Linked DNA regions of Sus scrofa: region 1 is linked to region 2. Evidence: chromatin contacts called from public Hi-C data. All regions are on one chromosome and are shown on one strand. Each heading gives the region's core, a stretch centred on a gene start, on an enhancer-like site or on the middle of the called end of the contact. The rest is flanking DNA. Distances are from core to core; before and after follow the strand shown.

Region 1 (2,726 bases), core at 87-2,586, 77 kb before region 2:
TGTCTGTGCCGCTGCCCACAGCCCAGGTGACTGCAGAGCCCTGGGAATGGCCAGCCTGTCCTCCCTGAGCAGGACGCACGAGCTCAGCCACCTTCCCCTCGGGCTTGGAGGGTCAGATTCCCCTCCAGCAAAGGGCCAAGGGGACCAGGGCTGTGTCAGGTCCAGGGAGGGGAAGGAACGTCAGTATATGTCCCTGACTTACACACGTGCACACACACATACACACGCACACTCAATGTACTTCCCTGACTTACACACGTGCACACACACACACTCCATGTACTTCCCTGACTTACACACGCGCACACACACACTCCATGTACTTCCCTGACTTACACACGTGCACACACTCCATGTACTTCCCTGACTTACACACGCGCACGCACACACACCCCATGTACTTCCCTGACTTACACACACGCACACACACACTCCATGTACTTCCCTGACTTACGCGCACACACACACTCCATGTACTTCCCTGACTTACACACGCGCACGCACACACCCCATGTACTTCCCTGACTTACACACGCGCACGCACACACCCCATGTACTTCCCTGACTTACACACGCGCACGCACACACCCCATGTACTTCCCTGACTTACACACGCGCACGCACACACCCCATGTACTTCCCTGACTTACACACGCGCACACACACACTCCATGTACTTCCCTGACTTACACACGCGCACACACACACTCCATGTACTTCCCTGACTTACACACGCGCACACACACACTCCATGTACTTCCCTGACTTACACACGCGCACACACACACTCCATGTACTTCCCTGACTTACACACACGCACGCACACACACCCCATGTACTTCCCTGACTTACACACGCGCGCACACACACACCCCATGTACTTCCCTGACTTGCACACGTGTGTGCACACGAGCGCGCACACACGGGTGTGCACATGCACACAGTTGGCCTGCTCAGAGCCAGGGCACAGCCATGGCTCCAGATTCTGATCCTAGCTATGTGGCCGGCCCCAGCCTCAGTGACTGGACAGCTGGGGGCCCCCCTGTCGCTAGCTGAGGACACTGGGCAGACTTCAGCCTAGCTCTGCTAGATGAGGTCCCCTCTAGGCCCAAGGAGAAGGGCTGGGAAACCACATGGCTCAAGCTGCCCCCAGACCTGGCTTTATTCCCACTTCACAGAATGGGAAAATGGAGGCCCCGCACAGAGCAATGACGCAAACAGGACCTTGAGAGTCAATGGCACAAATACAGAAAACCTGGGCTGGGCAGGAAAGTCCCTGAGATCAGACAGAGTTGGAGGCCAGGCAGGGGAGGGACCTGCTGAGGTCAGCCAGCCATCGGGGCCACGGGAAGGACAGGCTCTGGCATCCTGCCTCCCAGGCCAGGACACTGACCCAATCATCTTCCACTGCTGCCTCCTTCACTTCTGATTTCCGGAGCAGCCCCAACCAACAGAGCCAGGCCGGGGCGGCTGCAGGAGAGCCGCCCCCTCTCCTGGGTTCCCCGCCCCACAGCCTGGTGGGCCTCCTCCCTGAGTTGGAATTTGCACAGGCAAGTAAAAATTACCCCTGAGCAAAAGCATGTCTTTTTACTAAGCGGTGCTGGGCCAAATGGACAGCTGTGTGGGGAAAAAAAAAAAAATCATGATCCCTTCTGGGGCTGGCAGAATAATGGCCCCATCCCTGTGCTCGTGACGATGTCAGCTTGTGCAGCAAAGGGAACGAAGGTTGCAGACAGAACTAAGTTGTTGATCCGCTGACCTGAGATGGGAAGATTATTCTGAATTATCCAGGCAGACTCAATGCAATCACAAGAGTCCTTATAAGTGCAAGGGGAGGCAGGGGAGAAAGAAGCAGAGAGACAGCTGTGCGCAGAGGACCCAGCCCGACATTGTCGGCTTTGAGGATGGAGGCGGGGCCCACAGCCAACGAATGCGGGCGACCCCTAGAAGCTGCAAAGGACTCCTAGAAACCAATTTTTCCCTTAGAGCCTCTAGAAGGAATGCAGCCCGGCTGACACACTGATTTGAGCCTGCTGAGATCCATTTCAGACTTCTGACCTCCAGAAGTGTAAGCTCATACATTTGTGTTGTTTTAAACCACTATGCTTGTGGTCATTTGTTAGCGGAGCCACAGGAAACTAATACGCTTCCTTCACATCATACAGGACAATCAGCTCCAGATGGGCAGATCTAAATACGAATGGTAAGGCCGTACAGATTTTAGAGGAAGACACGAAAGAAGATTCGCCTAACAGGGGAGCAGGGAAAGATTTCGACACAGGACATGCTGAAAATAACAGAAAAGATGCATAAATTGGACGATGTATTTTTTCCTTTTTTGCTTTTTAGGGCCGCACCTGTGGCATATGGAAGTTCTCAGGCTAGGGGTCCAACCGGAGCTGCAGCTGCCAACCACAGCCACAGCCACAGCCACACCAGATCCGAGCCACGTCTGCGACCTACACCACAGCTCAGGGCAACACCGGATCCTTAACCCACTGAGCAAGGCCAGGGATGGAACCCACAACCTCCTGGTTCCTAGTCGGATTCATTTCTGCTGTGCCAGGACAGGGAACTCCAAACTGAACAACATTAAGAACCTCTGTGCGTCAAATGATCCCCCTGTCGGGGATGGAGGGAGGAGAACAGAGAGAGAAGATGGATTGATATTCCTGTGTGCCACACAGGGTTCCTATTCAGAATACGGAAAGAATTCCACAAATCCA
Region 2 (2,939 bases), core at 408-2,907:
GCCAGCTCCTGCCTTCCGAGGGAGGAGAGGGAAGCCCAGAGAGGTGAGTACTCCTTCTGAGGTCACACAGCTGAGCGGTCAGAGCCGGCATCCGCTCCCAGGGTGGGCTGACGCCCGGGCCTACACTCTGCTACGTGAATCCTTCCTTACAGGACGTTTTAAAGATGTACACAATATTTTTTAAAAGACACTCGTTTGAGGAAAACCTCTGTGGCTGCCCCCCAGACGGAATCAATCTGTTCGCTTTCCTCCTTTCCCATCCAGGTCTGAGAGCAGGTGGGCGGGGGACAGGGAGGCGGAGGGGCTGGGCCCCAGCAGAGCCAGGCCTCGCAGCCGCAGGAGGGCCCCTAGGGGCCGGCAGGGCTGGGTGGGGTGGGGAGGGGAGGCCCTCAGCCCGTGGCCTGCGGGGCCAAAATAGCAGAAAGGGAAGTGGGCAGTTTTCATATGAACAAGGTTTGCAACAAGCCGATGGCGGAAAAGCTCTCGGGGCTGGGCTGAGCGAGCCTCAGCACCCACCTCCCGTCCCCAAGGCGCCTTGGTGGCCCTCCTGCCCGGCCTCCCAGCCCTCCTCATGCTGGAGAAGGGGAACCTGGGACCCCTAGGGCCGAAGGGCAGGCTCTGGGGGCTAAGCGGGGAGCCAGAGGTCCGGCCCAAGCCCTGAGAAGGCTTTATCCGCGGGGCTCTGCTCCATTTTCCCAAATGACCTTGGCCTTCCGATGAGGCCAGGAGGACTCCAATGGAGGCTCTTTACGCTCCAGCGGCAGGTGCAGGGGCCCGGACGGCAGCCCTTGTTCTGGGGCAGGGGTGGGGGATGGTGAACAGAGCGGCCACCACGAGCAGCCCAGGGCCTGTAGTTCCTCCAGCCGCACAGGAGCGAGCTGGCTGGGGCTCGGGACGGCCGGGACAGCCGCTTCTCCCTGGCCCAGGGCAGGACCTGGGCCTGCCCGTCTGTAGCGTCTCACCCGACCTCCCATAGCCCTGTGGCAGGGCAGCTCCAGTCCCATTATACAGATGAAGAAACTCAGGCTCACAGGCCTGCCCCGGGGAGCGGCTGCCCTGGGGCTCCCCAGGGCTGTGCGGGCTGGGCTGGGGAAAATGGGGGCAGGAGAGTAGCCGGAGCCCCAGAAATAGCTGCACCTCTAGTGCTGCAGGGTCTGGGGTGAGGGCCCCCTAGCCAGGGGTGCCAGGACAGTGCCGGGGCCAAGGCAGGGGGTGCCGGGCGGCCTGGCTTCTTCCCAGCCCCCACCCCCACCCCCAGCCGGCAGCCAAGTGCTCCTGCTCGGCCAGCGAGGCCACTCCCATCCCCTGTGGGGTGTCTGGGGACAGCTCAGGACCCCTGCCTTGGGGCCAGGCTCCAGGCACCCCTGGGAAAGGCTTACCTGAGAGCAGGCGCTCCTCACTGCGGCCACCTCATCCTGAGCCCACACACCTGCCCGAGCCGATGCCAACGCCACAGACACTGGCGGGCAGCAGGCAAGGCGGCGGGCTTCCTGTCAGCCACTGAATCATCCCTCACACATCCGCTGCTCTGCCGGACAGGCTCGGCTCTCACAGAGGCAGAGACAGAGAGAGACAGAGACAGAGACCAAGACGGAGGCGGAGACAGAGAGAGACAGAGAACAAGACGGAGGCAGTCAGGCAGAGAGAGAGACGTGCACGGACACACACACAACACACACTAAATACACACACACAACCACAACACACACAGGCCTCACAGAGGGGAAGAGACAGAGGGGGACAGGGAGAAAGAGCATGAAATAGGGCTGCTTGCATATCACGCACAGGCAGGGACAAAGAGTGGGAAGACACGGAGAGAGACACGCTGAAAACACAGAAACACAGAAATACACGTCCACACCCATACCCATGGGACATGGGTGGATGGGCGCAGAGAGATGCAAGCCAGGCCAGACATGACAAAGAGCCAGGAGTTCCCGTCGTGGCTCAGTGGTTAACGAATCTGACTAGGAACCGCGGGGTTGCGGGTTCAATCCCTGGCCTCGCTCAGTGGGTTAAGGATCCCGCGTTGCTGTGGCTGTGGTGTCGGCTGGCGGCTCCAGCTCCAGTTGGACCTCTAGTCTGGAAACCTCCATATGCCACCGGTGAGGCCCTAGAAAAGGTAAAAAACAAAAAACAAAAACAATAATAATAATAACAAAGAGCCAGAGGAGTTCCCATTGTGGCTCAAGGGGTTAAGAACCCAACTAGTATCCAAGAGGATGCAGGTTCAAACCCTGGCCCCTCTCAGGGGGTTAATGTTCCAGCGTTACCACAAGCTGTGGTGTAGGCTGCAGATGTGGCTCAGATCCGGCGTTGCTGTGGCTGTGGTGCAGGCCGGCAGCTGCAGCTCCAGCTGGCCCCTGGCCTGGGAACTTCCACATGCCGTGGGTGCGGCCCTCTAGAGAAAAAACAGCCAGAGACAAAGAGAGATGGATGGAGAGGCCACTGAGGTGAAGAGACAACGCTGGAGGATAGAAGGAAGGACAATCCCGGCTCCTCCTTCAGTCCCAGGAGCCTTCTCACCCCCATTTTCCAGATGAGGCTCGTGGAGGCGTGGAGCTGGCCCCAGGCAGGCGGCAGGCCCGGGCCGGGGTGGGGGGAAAGCAGGGCAGTTAGGACCCAGCCCCCAGGCTCTCCACCTGCTGCCCAGCCCCTGGGCACTTCCTTCAGAGGTGAGAACGGTGCTGAGAGGTGGGTGCCCCACACGCAGCACACATTCTCCAGGGCCTCCTGTTATGTGTCACTAAACACCTTGTCCAAGGCCACTGAACTCTTAGTGGCACGCCACCCCATGAGGGTCTCCCAACCCCCACCTGCCTGGCATCTCAGAGCCTGGGCTCCCGAGCTCTGGGGCCCGTCTTGGCTGGGGCGGGGCTTTCAGCCCCAGCCTGGGGTGGCCCGGACGTCCCAGACCAGGCCAGGCAGTCCAGCCGCAG

Evidence for each region. Hi-C and Micro-C count contacts between places; a contact is called where the count stands out from the background.
Region 1: a Hi-C map of liver shows a contact between it and region 2, with 3 times the contacts expected there. The contact joins the enhancer-like site here to the promoter of LAT2 in region 2. A contact is called at or near these places in 1 of 5 promoter capture datasets (liver), 4 of 47 Hi-C or Micro-C datasets (embryonic fibroblasts and liver) and 2 of 2 datasets of contacts at active chromatin or transcription factors (alveolar macrophages and skeletal muscle).

What each region holds. Positions count from the first base shown.
Region 1 is chr3:11,429,436-11,432,161 of Sscrofa11.1, reverse strand. The region is part of intron 1 of CLIP2 (CAP-Gly domain-containing linker protein 2); the gene reads right to left. Among named protein-coding and RNA genes, the nearest start is that of CLIP2, 11 kb to the right of the region's middle. Within about 2 kb of position 1,336, at least 15 of the 83 cell types and tissues checked have an H3K27ac peak or open chromatin away from gene starts, as enhancers often do. A contact at or near this core is called in liver and skeletal muscle, where this site is marked.
Region 2 is chr3:11,352,591-11,355,529 of Sscrofa11.1, reverse strand. It overlaps LAT2 (linker for activation of T-cells family member 2), which reads right to left and starts at 1,657. Exons shown (of 13, transcript NM_001243411.1): 1 at 1,380-1,657.